2 separate regions of the Mus musculus genome follow, and region 2 is linked to region 1. Evidence: chromatin contacts called from public Hi-C data. All regions are on one chromosome and are shown on one strand. The core of a region is the stretch at or near the end of the contact, and the rest is flanking DNA. Distances in the headings are between cores, read along the strand shown.

What was found. A called contact is a pair of places that touch in the nucleus more often than the background predicts.
Region 2: a contact with region 1 is called in a Hi-C map of muscle stem cells, with 2.6 times the contacts expected there. The contact joins two enhancer-like sites. A contact is called at or near these places in 1 of 484 Hi-C or Micro-C datasets (muscle stem cells) and 2 of 115 datasets of contacts at active chromatin or transcription factors (cardiomyocytes and embryonic fibroblasts).

The regions. Positions count from the first base shown.
Region 1 is chr1:12,275,163-12,279,920 of GRCm38.p6, forward strand. No RefSeq gene overlaps it. Among named protein-coding and RNA genes, the nearest start is that of Gm22633, 97 kb to the right of the region's middle. Within about 2 kb of position 1,324, at least 9 of the 459 cell types and tissues checked have an H3K27ac peak or open chromatin away from gene starts, as enhancers often do. A contact at or near this core is called in muscle stem cells, where this site is marked.
Region 2 is chr1:12,768,954-12,773,491 of GRCm38.p6, forward strand. The region is part of intron 2 of Sulf1 (sulfatase 1); the gene reads left to right. Among named protein-coding and RNA genes, the nearest start is that of Sulf1, 79 kb to the left of the region's middle. Within about 2 kb of position 2,703, at least 16 of the 459 cell types and tissues checked have an H3K27ac peak or open chromatin away from gene starts, as enhancers often do. A contact at or near this core is called in muscle stem cells, where this site is marked.

The DNA of each region.
Region 1 (4,758 bases), core at 74-2,573:
TGCTGTACACTGCTTCCATCTTGTTTCTAATACATTGCTTCTTGCCTTAAACTTAAAATTCTTTAACATTAACCAGAAGAAGATTGAAGAACTCAGAGGAAAAAAAGAAATGGGCTACAGCAGTAGTACTGATTTTCCAATGCTTTATGACAAATGACCAAATGTAGATGATAAATAACACGCAATTGACTCTTAGAGGGATGTCTTCCATTCTGTGATAATGGCTATCAGTATGAAGAATTTGAGGTCTTATTAAATTATGTTGTAAAAATAAGGACTTTTAGAGATGCATCTATAGGCATAAACTAACACAAAGTGTGTAAAAAGATAGTTGTATAATGGAAAATGTGTTGTAAAGTACAGCACAGGGCAGAGAACTAACAACTGTCTTATAATTATCCAAAATAGTTTTTTTTTTAATTCAGCATGACAACACACACTGTCTACTGGAAGGAAAATAAAGAAAGCCTTGAGTCTGTCCCAGATACATGCTTTACAAGGCCCAGCAACTGCTTATTTTAGATACTTTGTGGTAAACCACACAGGATAAGATGGGGGGGAGAAGAGAAAGAGGGAGAGGGAGAGGGAGAGGGGGAGGGAGAGGGGGAGGGAGAGGGGGAGGGAGAGGGAGAAACATAGAGACTCATCGTTATCTGCATTTTCAGCACAATAATGTCTGAAAATTTCCATTTCCGACATTGTTCAAAGCTAAGCTCTTGCCCTATTATCAAAAAATAAATAAACCAAAGTCTTGTATCTAGAATTGTAATAAATATTTTAGGCTTTCATGCCCATCAGGAAGAACAGAAATATACCAAAACAATACTTCTGAAATCTTCTTTCTCCTCTACACAGTGAGAAACTTGGCTGGACGGAACCTTTAACTTTTAAATTAATCACTAAGACCCATCCCTGTATGGTTGAAACAGTCTAGTTATTGTCGGTACAAATGGCCACAACAACCCTTCCCACATTTTCACTGTTTGCTTACAGAAATATCTCAGAATGTGTGATCTTTTTAATATTATTTACCATGTAAGGAATGTTGGCAGGGGGAATTTAATACACTCAAACATTTAACCATTGATGAAAAAATCCATAGAAATTTTGAAAGGTTTTTCTTTCCTTCAAAACTAACATCATTTGATAATTTTAAACATGAGTCAAAAGGAAGTAACTTCCCAGAATATTTAAAATCCCTGGCAGCTTCTTTATTTTGCCCCAGCAAGGGAGATTTTTGATACACCCTCCCAGCTGCTGGTTCCTTATTCCCCTAGACCAAACTGGGAAATCTGAGCTCACTAGTTCCCAGTTCCTGTGACTCACTTCATGCTTTTGAATTGAAAATAATACTTTCCTGACCCCTTCTCTTTCATTCTTCTGAGGTTCTCTTTATCCGTGTGATCTAACAGGAAGGTTGTCTTGGCTTTGACGCTGCACCCAGAAGATGAAGACCACTAGCTTTTAGGAGTTGAGCCTTTGCTTTTTGCAAACCACGTGGTGGTGGTCATTTTCTAGATTTTAATCTATTCCACTGGAAAAGATCTTTGCGATCATCTCATGCTAATTCTTGGCAGTACATGCTTTCCTGTAAGCACCTAGAAATATGATAGCTAGACCATAGGTATTGCAAAGAAATAGAATTACTTTTCTCCACATACAGCTAGCTCAACCCCATAGCACCTCCAGTGAGGGGATCTCCAGATCTTAGAGGCTAGTACAATAAAATACATAATTTCTGTGTTTGTTTTATAGGCAAGTCAGCTTGGACACTTGGTTGGTGGCAATGGCTGAGCATAAAAGGAGAAAACAGAGAGTGAAATATAAAGGCTAAATAAAATGTAAAGGCTAAACAATTACTGATTTATTTTTCTCCCTTACCTTCTTTGATCAACATGGGGTTTCTAGCATTCCACATTTATTAACTCCAGTAATGGCTATAGTTTACTTAATACACAATTTAAAACCCTTTCATATACATTAAAAAAAAAAAAAAAAACCTCAATTATTTTGCCCTCAGTTCTCCTAAAACTGTAGATGGCTTCCAAACACATATGTATAGACAGGATCTCATCGAAAAGGTGAGATTACCACCAAGAAGAAAGACAATGACTTTTTAAAACTGAAGGTAATGAAAAATTACATTCTTTCATTGTGATGTTTTCTAGATATCAGCTTTTTATGTAAAAGTCTGAAGTGTCTGGCTTCCTTGTTCTTAAGATGTGGAAAACAAGATTTTGTAAACTATTCACTTACTCTGAATCTTTCATCACTCTAACCCTTTTCTTATTTGCTACAACTTCCTAACTTTACACAGACTTTAAAACACTGTGATTCTAGAAGAGGCAGCATCAATGTTTCATAAGGGGTTTTGAATTCAAATGATATAACATTGTATAGGAAATCAAGCATTATGCAGACATATATCAACATGTTAAGATATTATTAAATATGATATAATGTTAAAATGATCAAAAGAAACAGAATCTAAAAGATCTTTGCAAGTTCAAATAAAATAGTCTATGTATCAAGGTCAGCCAGGGCTACATTGCAAGACCCTGTCTCAAGTAAGTAAAAAAATTTTAATTTAATTATGAAATCGAGAAAGAAGAGTGGCAGATGTAGGCCCTGAAGGGAGATAACTTTTAAAACTTAATTTTTAAAAATCTTCATTAGAAACCTCAATGACAGAGGTGGCTATATACCCCATGTCTATGCTTCATAAATAATTATAAATATGCAAAAAGTTTCTTCAAAGAATTTCAATAAAATGTATTTTGAGCATATCTATTTCCAAAGTCTTATTAGTTTTGATAGACAAATATTACAAGAAGACAGGGAGTTTTTTAAAACTCAGAGTATAGATAAATATTTCATACAGGAGGTCTAACTAGAGTGACTGGTAGAAAACATGTATAATCTAAGTATAAAAGGCCCTGGGGAACACAAAACACAAAGGCTTCTTTGGACATGAGTGGCAGGTCTGTGTTGACTTGTTTGTATCTGATAGGAAAAGAATGAATCAGTAGGTAGGCTAAGGCAGAACAGTAGAAAGATTTGAGTGCAGCAAATGTGGTACCAATCCTTGGAGATTCCTGTATGACATGACATCATAGTGTTTGAATATGTGAGTACCTGATATTCTAATTACTCCTTAGAAATTGGAGTAAGGAGATTTCTTAGGATATTGCTGTTTCAGTCCAAATGAAGATTGATGGGGGATGAATAACTAGATAAAGAACTGTAGTCTTTCATTGTTTGCACCTTAAGCCCTGCTAGGTAGATTATGGTCCACTAGATGACCATATATCAAAAAGTATAGGGCAACACAAATCTTAGTTAATGGGCATTTTGGAACACAGAGTTGTAAGCAGGGAAGAGAAGACAGGTTGGGCTTGGGATCAATTAGGGGAGAGGAAAATATGATTAAAATACATTGTACAAAATTCTCAAAGAACTAATAAAAAGCTTAAAAATAAAATATAGAAAGCAAGGAAGATCTGTAGGAAAAGATAAAAAGGGATATTTGCAAGATGAGATGTTATCATCATGACAGAATCACGCATCAGAAGATCCTGAAGCCTCTGTCTCGCTCACTAACTGCTCCTAAAATACAAGAATGGCTTTTGCCTAAGGACACCATCAAGAGCTGAACATCCTCAAACAATAGACCAGATGGAATCCTGCAAGTAAATCATGTTATTACATGGTATGCTTTTGTGTTTTCTCTTGTTCTTCTCTTGCAGAGAAAAGTACAGAGTCACATGCTCAGTCAACAGAAACCCAGGCAAGAGTAAGGCTGACCGGGAAAATTCATCCCCAGCCAATGTCAAACATTCTACCAAGCCAGAGCCCGACAGTGAACACATGCTGGGTCAAGCAGGGAGTCAGAGCACAGCATGTCCCTTGAATATCCATACCAGTTGCCCAGTGGACACAGAAGGCCTGGGCTCTTGCTAGGGCCATTTAGCTCATGGGGTGAATAAGCCTCTAAATGATGTGATATTTTTATGGTAGTGGTTTAATTGATTGTCTTTTCAAATTAAGTTTGAAATCCCCTAAATTTCTTTATGTCTGTTGTTCCTGCTGAAGTCTAAATAAAGGAAACTTAATCTAATCAAACTAAAGATGAAAAATAAACATGGAATAGGAAAAGTAAGCAGTCTCTGTTATTGGAATTCCAGGGGCTTTTTCAGTTTGGCCAACACTGCCCCTACTCAGGAACCTCTGGTGAGATCCCTGGTAAGTACACAAAGAGTCAAGTACTACCAAATCACTGGCAGATTTGGAAAATATCCATCTCAATAGAGAAGAAAGCAACCATCATGTTAGTGAGCACAAATGAAAGACTGAGGGAATTCACTTGGTCGTGCAGTGGTTCTTCCTCATTGAACCAAAAAGGACAGGCTGAGCTTCTCGCCTACTTTGCCAAAGGAGTTTCAGTTGGAGTAGAGAGAGGGAAAATGCCTGCATATCACAGTGTTTAATAGAGAACATCCAATCTATAGAAGGACAAAAATTTACTGATTAACACACATGCTCAAATGGAAATATGGAACCAGGGATCAACCAGAAACAGATTTACTGAAATCTTTTCCAAGTTAAAGTTCCAGGTAAAGGTCACATGCCCAGAGGTGGGCAGCCACTCACCTGTGCAAGACAGAGACGATTCCAGTGACATAAATTTTCACACTGGACAGTTTAGAAAATTATATGACTAGGATTTTTTTAAATGCACATTTAGCTCCAAAACTATGC
Region 2 (4,538 bases), core at 1,453-3,952, 500 kb after region 1:
GTTGAGTGAGGAAACACATTTTTTTTAGTTAAGAAATGTCAGTGAGATTTTGACTGCACATAAAAGAAATCAAAATCGGGCCTACTGTCATAATGGAAGGCAGGCATCTAACCCACAAACACAAAGCTCTCGAGCCACGATCTTTGCCAAATAGCCACGGTTCTCTTACCGAACCAGTAACCCTGGTATTACCTTTCTTCATGACATCTCACTGGGAAGCATTCAGGCATGCAAGCATATCACTACTGGGAAAGCTGAGAAATGTCACCTAAAACTGAGCACATAACCACTACAAATTAAGTTGCATTTGTGTGATGAGTGGAGAAGATATGAGTGATAAGCTAGGCAGTCAACAGTCAGTGCTATGTAATTCACAACGATTCTAGTTCTACTTAAAAGTGTGTTTTCCTTAGCAAATGGCAACAGAAATGGAAAGAGGTCAGAATATGGAGGAAAATGGGTGTCACCGCTATACCAAACACGAAAAGCCCCTGACAGCTACTCTGGCCAGCCTTGGTTTGTGCTCTGTGGCCTTGCTCACAAGTCAGACAAAACAGTAATTTATTTCAGGTTAATTTCCAAGGAAAAAAAAGGCAATTCTCACCTCCCTCTCCTCCATGCTTTCAATCTAGAAAAATTACGTTTCCCAATTTCTGTCCAATGGGGGAATACTCACCCAAAATCATTCCTTATCTGTTTAAAAGTTTGATTTTTGTGTGTGTGTCTGTGTGTGTCTTATAAAAGCCCACTGTTCAGTGGGTTGATCAAACTTACTTACTTTTGTTAAAACAGCATTTGAAATGTTAAAAATCAGCATATTCTTGAAGCTTTCTCCTGTCATTAAATATCATTTATTTTATAGATGTTTTCCCCCTGAAAGTTGTTGTTTATGATTCAGTTAAAGATTTTTATAATATCTTATAAATGTACCTCTACTAGAATATAAGATACAAGGAATCACTTAAGCATTTGACAAATCTGGCTCAGTTATTATCAACATATACTAAGTGTTTAGAAGCTAGCTGGATGGACAGCACAGGGGAATGCTAGCTAAGATGTGGTTGCTGAGCAACCACTTGAGACTCTCCTTTGACTTGACTGTCAAATATGTTCTTTACCCTTAAAGACAGATGTCCAACTCCACTGTGGTGTCCAGTGTACTATTAGCCTAGAAAAGTAATGGACCTGTTCCTGGGCACCATGCTGCTGTTCACAGTGTGAGTCTGCCCATCCTTCAGGATTAGAGCAGCTGCTGGCACACCTTGAAACTGTTACATCAGGTGTTCTCTGCAAGTATCCACTCAAAAGGGAGCACATTTTCAGCCATCTACTATCTTCCTAGGCCCTCCTGAAGAGCCTCACACAGGTACCCAACCAAAGCCTGCTCAATTAACAACGCTTATGGGAACTAGAAGAGATGGAAGTAAGAAATAACCAGTAGTCTACTGTCCAGTCCGATGGATGTCTGGGGTGGGATGGAGGCTTCTCCTAGATGCAGAAGATGGCAAAGCAGGAACGTAGGAATGTGTCCTTGGAACATAATCCAAGAGTCTTTCCTGACTTCACTGTGAGCTGTCTAGAAAAAGTAAGCAAACATGAGAAACCCAGGACGAATTCTCAAAAACCCATGAAGGATGCACATCCAAACATCTGTCCTGACAGTGTGCTGTTGATCTTCCTCTATGCTGTGTTTGGGACGTCTTTTTCTGGTTTGAAGCACCAGACTCATAATGCCTCCCCTGTTACCAGTCTGTATCTCTCAAGCATGTTGAAAGGGATGTGCAGAGGTGTGGTGGAGTGATCATAGACAGCAAGGCACACAAAGCAGCAGTGTGGGGGATGCTACAAAGAATCCTAGTCAGTCCATTGTCTGCACGTGGCCTCTGATTCCCAGGGTCCTTAAGGAAAGCTTGAGGGATTTCAGTAATGATGTCAATGAGGAAACCTAGATCCTCAGAATAGTGATCCCATCTGCAGTGTTCTGTGAAGATCAGGAAGTATGTAATGAATTTCAAAATGGGCATGGCCAAGTTATAGCACAGTATACATTGCCAGAACAATATACACTCCACACACACCCCCCCCCAAATAATAGAACTTCTTTCTCCCCAACCAATTTTGGTGCTGGACCAACACAGGGGAGCAGGGCCTGGTGCCGGATGCCGGATGTGCAGCCTGGCAGAAGCATGTAGTAGCATTTGCACTTCTATCAGCAACTATGCTGCTGTCACACAGTACAAAGTGAAAATGTCACTTTGCAACTGTGGGCTGCTGCCTCCTCTCGTCACTCAGTGAGAGGACACAGTACAAGTGACACAACCTGGGCCAAGGCAGTCACGACACCCAATGGTTTCCATAGCAAAGTAAGAGATCATTCTCTGTTGCACAAATTCTGCATGAAAAAAATTGGCTCCTTTCTAAAGATGGTTTCTTTTTGTTTGTTCTATGTTGGAGCCTTTAAATAGTTAACAGAAGGAATCATGGGGACTCGGTTTGAAGCTCCTCCCTCCCGGTATTGTGATAGACAATTAAGGCATTACTGAGAACAGCCTTAGAGAAAACCTCACTAGAGATGGTGGAAAACAGATGCAAGCAGCCAAGTACAATATCCTAACTGAACTTAGCCGCCTCCACCCTGCACTAGGAAGCCAAGCCTCAGGAGGGCTCCTATGGGTGTCCCTGCTTGGACCTACTGAGAGCTGTTGAAAAGGGTGGAATTTCCATGGACTAGAGATACTACAGATGATGTCATTAGGGGATGAAGTAAGGACAGCTGGCAGCCACCTGCCTCCTTTTAGATAATTTCGGGAACTATGGAGTGAGGAGGGTGGGTTACTAGAATCACAGCCTCAAAAGGAAAAGTCAGGTCCTGTCTTCTCTCTGTCTCTGGAAAGGGAAGCGCCCTGAAACTAACACAGAGCCTGAGAATGACTGACTTTGTGACTGTGCACAGATTATTTCACCTTCTGCCTCAGCACCACGGATTAATTAATCATGGCAAATTGTCCCCACTCCACAATGCTAAATACAAATACAGGAGACCCTCTGATTCATGGAGTTGTGGCTCATGGTCTTGAATATTCATGTTTAACCATGCCAGTCCACTCCCTCTCTCAGCAACCCTGTTTCTTTTTTTCTTTTTTTCTTTTTTTTTTTTTTTTTTTTTTTTTTTTTTTTTTTTTGAGCTCAGAGGAGTCCCTTTCTGTTTAAAAGGTGAAAGGCGGGTTGGTCTTGCTGAGTGGCTGCCATACGGAAGCCCTGTTTTGCTCCCTTGAGATATTGGAAAGCTCAGTACAGATGCTGAAAATACCCCTAACACCTGCTCAAAAGTCTCTTCCCGTTAATTTTGCATGTTTAGATACACAGAATCTTGAAAGTAAAAATGTGCTTCAAGAGAAAACACAAAAAAAAAATCTTTACAGAGACTCTACCTTGGGGGTCATCCAGTTTCTTCTAGTGTCTGTAATTTTGACAAGAGCCCTCTCCTTACGAGAGGAAAGATCACTAATGTCTACTATAGATGTGTGGTGTGGCGTGGCTCAAGTCCTGACTGTGAAAGGCATGATCTTTCTCTCCATGTATTAGTGAAAAATCCTTGTGGGTAAACGATGACGGGTCATCTCGATGCTGGAGAGATGGACCTCTAGAGGGTCAAGGGCAACAAGTGTCGGGGCCGTGGAGGTGAGGAATGAAGGAGAAACAAGTGCCCAATGTTAGCTGGGGTTCGGTGAACAGAGGAGAGAAGGCAGCTGCTCACTTTGAGGCTGTGCACAGCCCTTGCCTTTGCTCACCTGGTGCTAGAAGCTCCTCCCTCGAGTCAAGTAACTAGAAAATCCAGGCTTCAAATTACTTCTGCAATGAGATCTAATGGGTCCTGCACCTAACAAGAAGCCCTTGAAGGTGCTGCTGCCGTAGGGGTTGGGATAGACAATGCAGCTTCTAAGCTTGCAAGCTTGACTGTCTTGAGCCATTGAACTTGAACGTGCCTGTTCAGCTCCCTCTGCATGTCCCCATCTTTGCCCTATTCTTCAACCATGTGAGGAGAATTCAGCTCTGAGTGCTCCCAGGGTCCTAATGGTGCCTTGCCGATCACAATGAGTTGGTTTATTCAACGGATTTCAGAGGATTTTTTTTATTGGATATTTTCCTTACTTACATTTCAAATGTTGTCCCCCTTTCCTGGTTTCCCCTCCAAAAATCCCCTATCCTCTCCCTCCTCCCCCTGCTCACCAACCCACCCACTCCTGCTTCCTGGCCCTGGCATTCCCCTACATAGAGCCTTCACAGGACCAAGGGTCTCTCCTTACATAGATGACTGACAAGGCCACGAGAGGATGTTTTCTAAGGCAACTGTATTCATTGAATTGTCTCTCACAGAGCAGGGTATGGTTGAGGGGAAGATCATAGGAGGGATTGACAGAGACAATTGTACAGCATCAGAAAACAGAGCAGAGGGCTGTACAGCTGCTCATTCCAATAACCCAAGCATTCTCAAGGCTGAGGCAGGAAGGTGACTACAACCGTACTGCCAGCTTGGG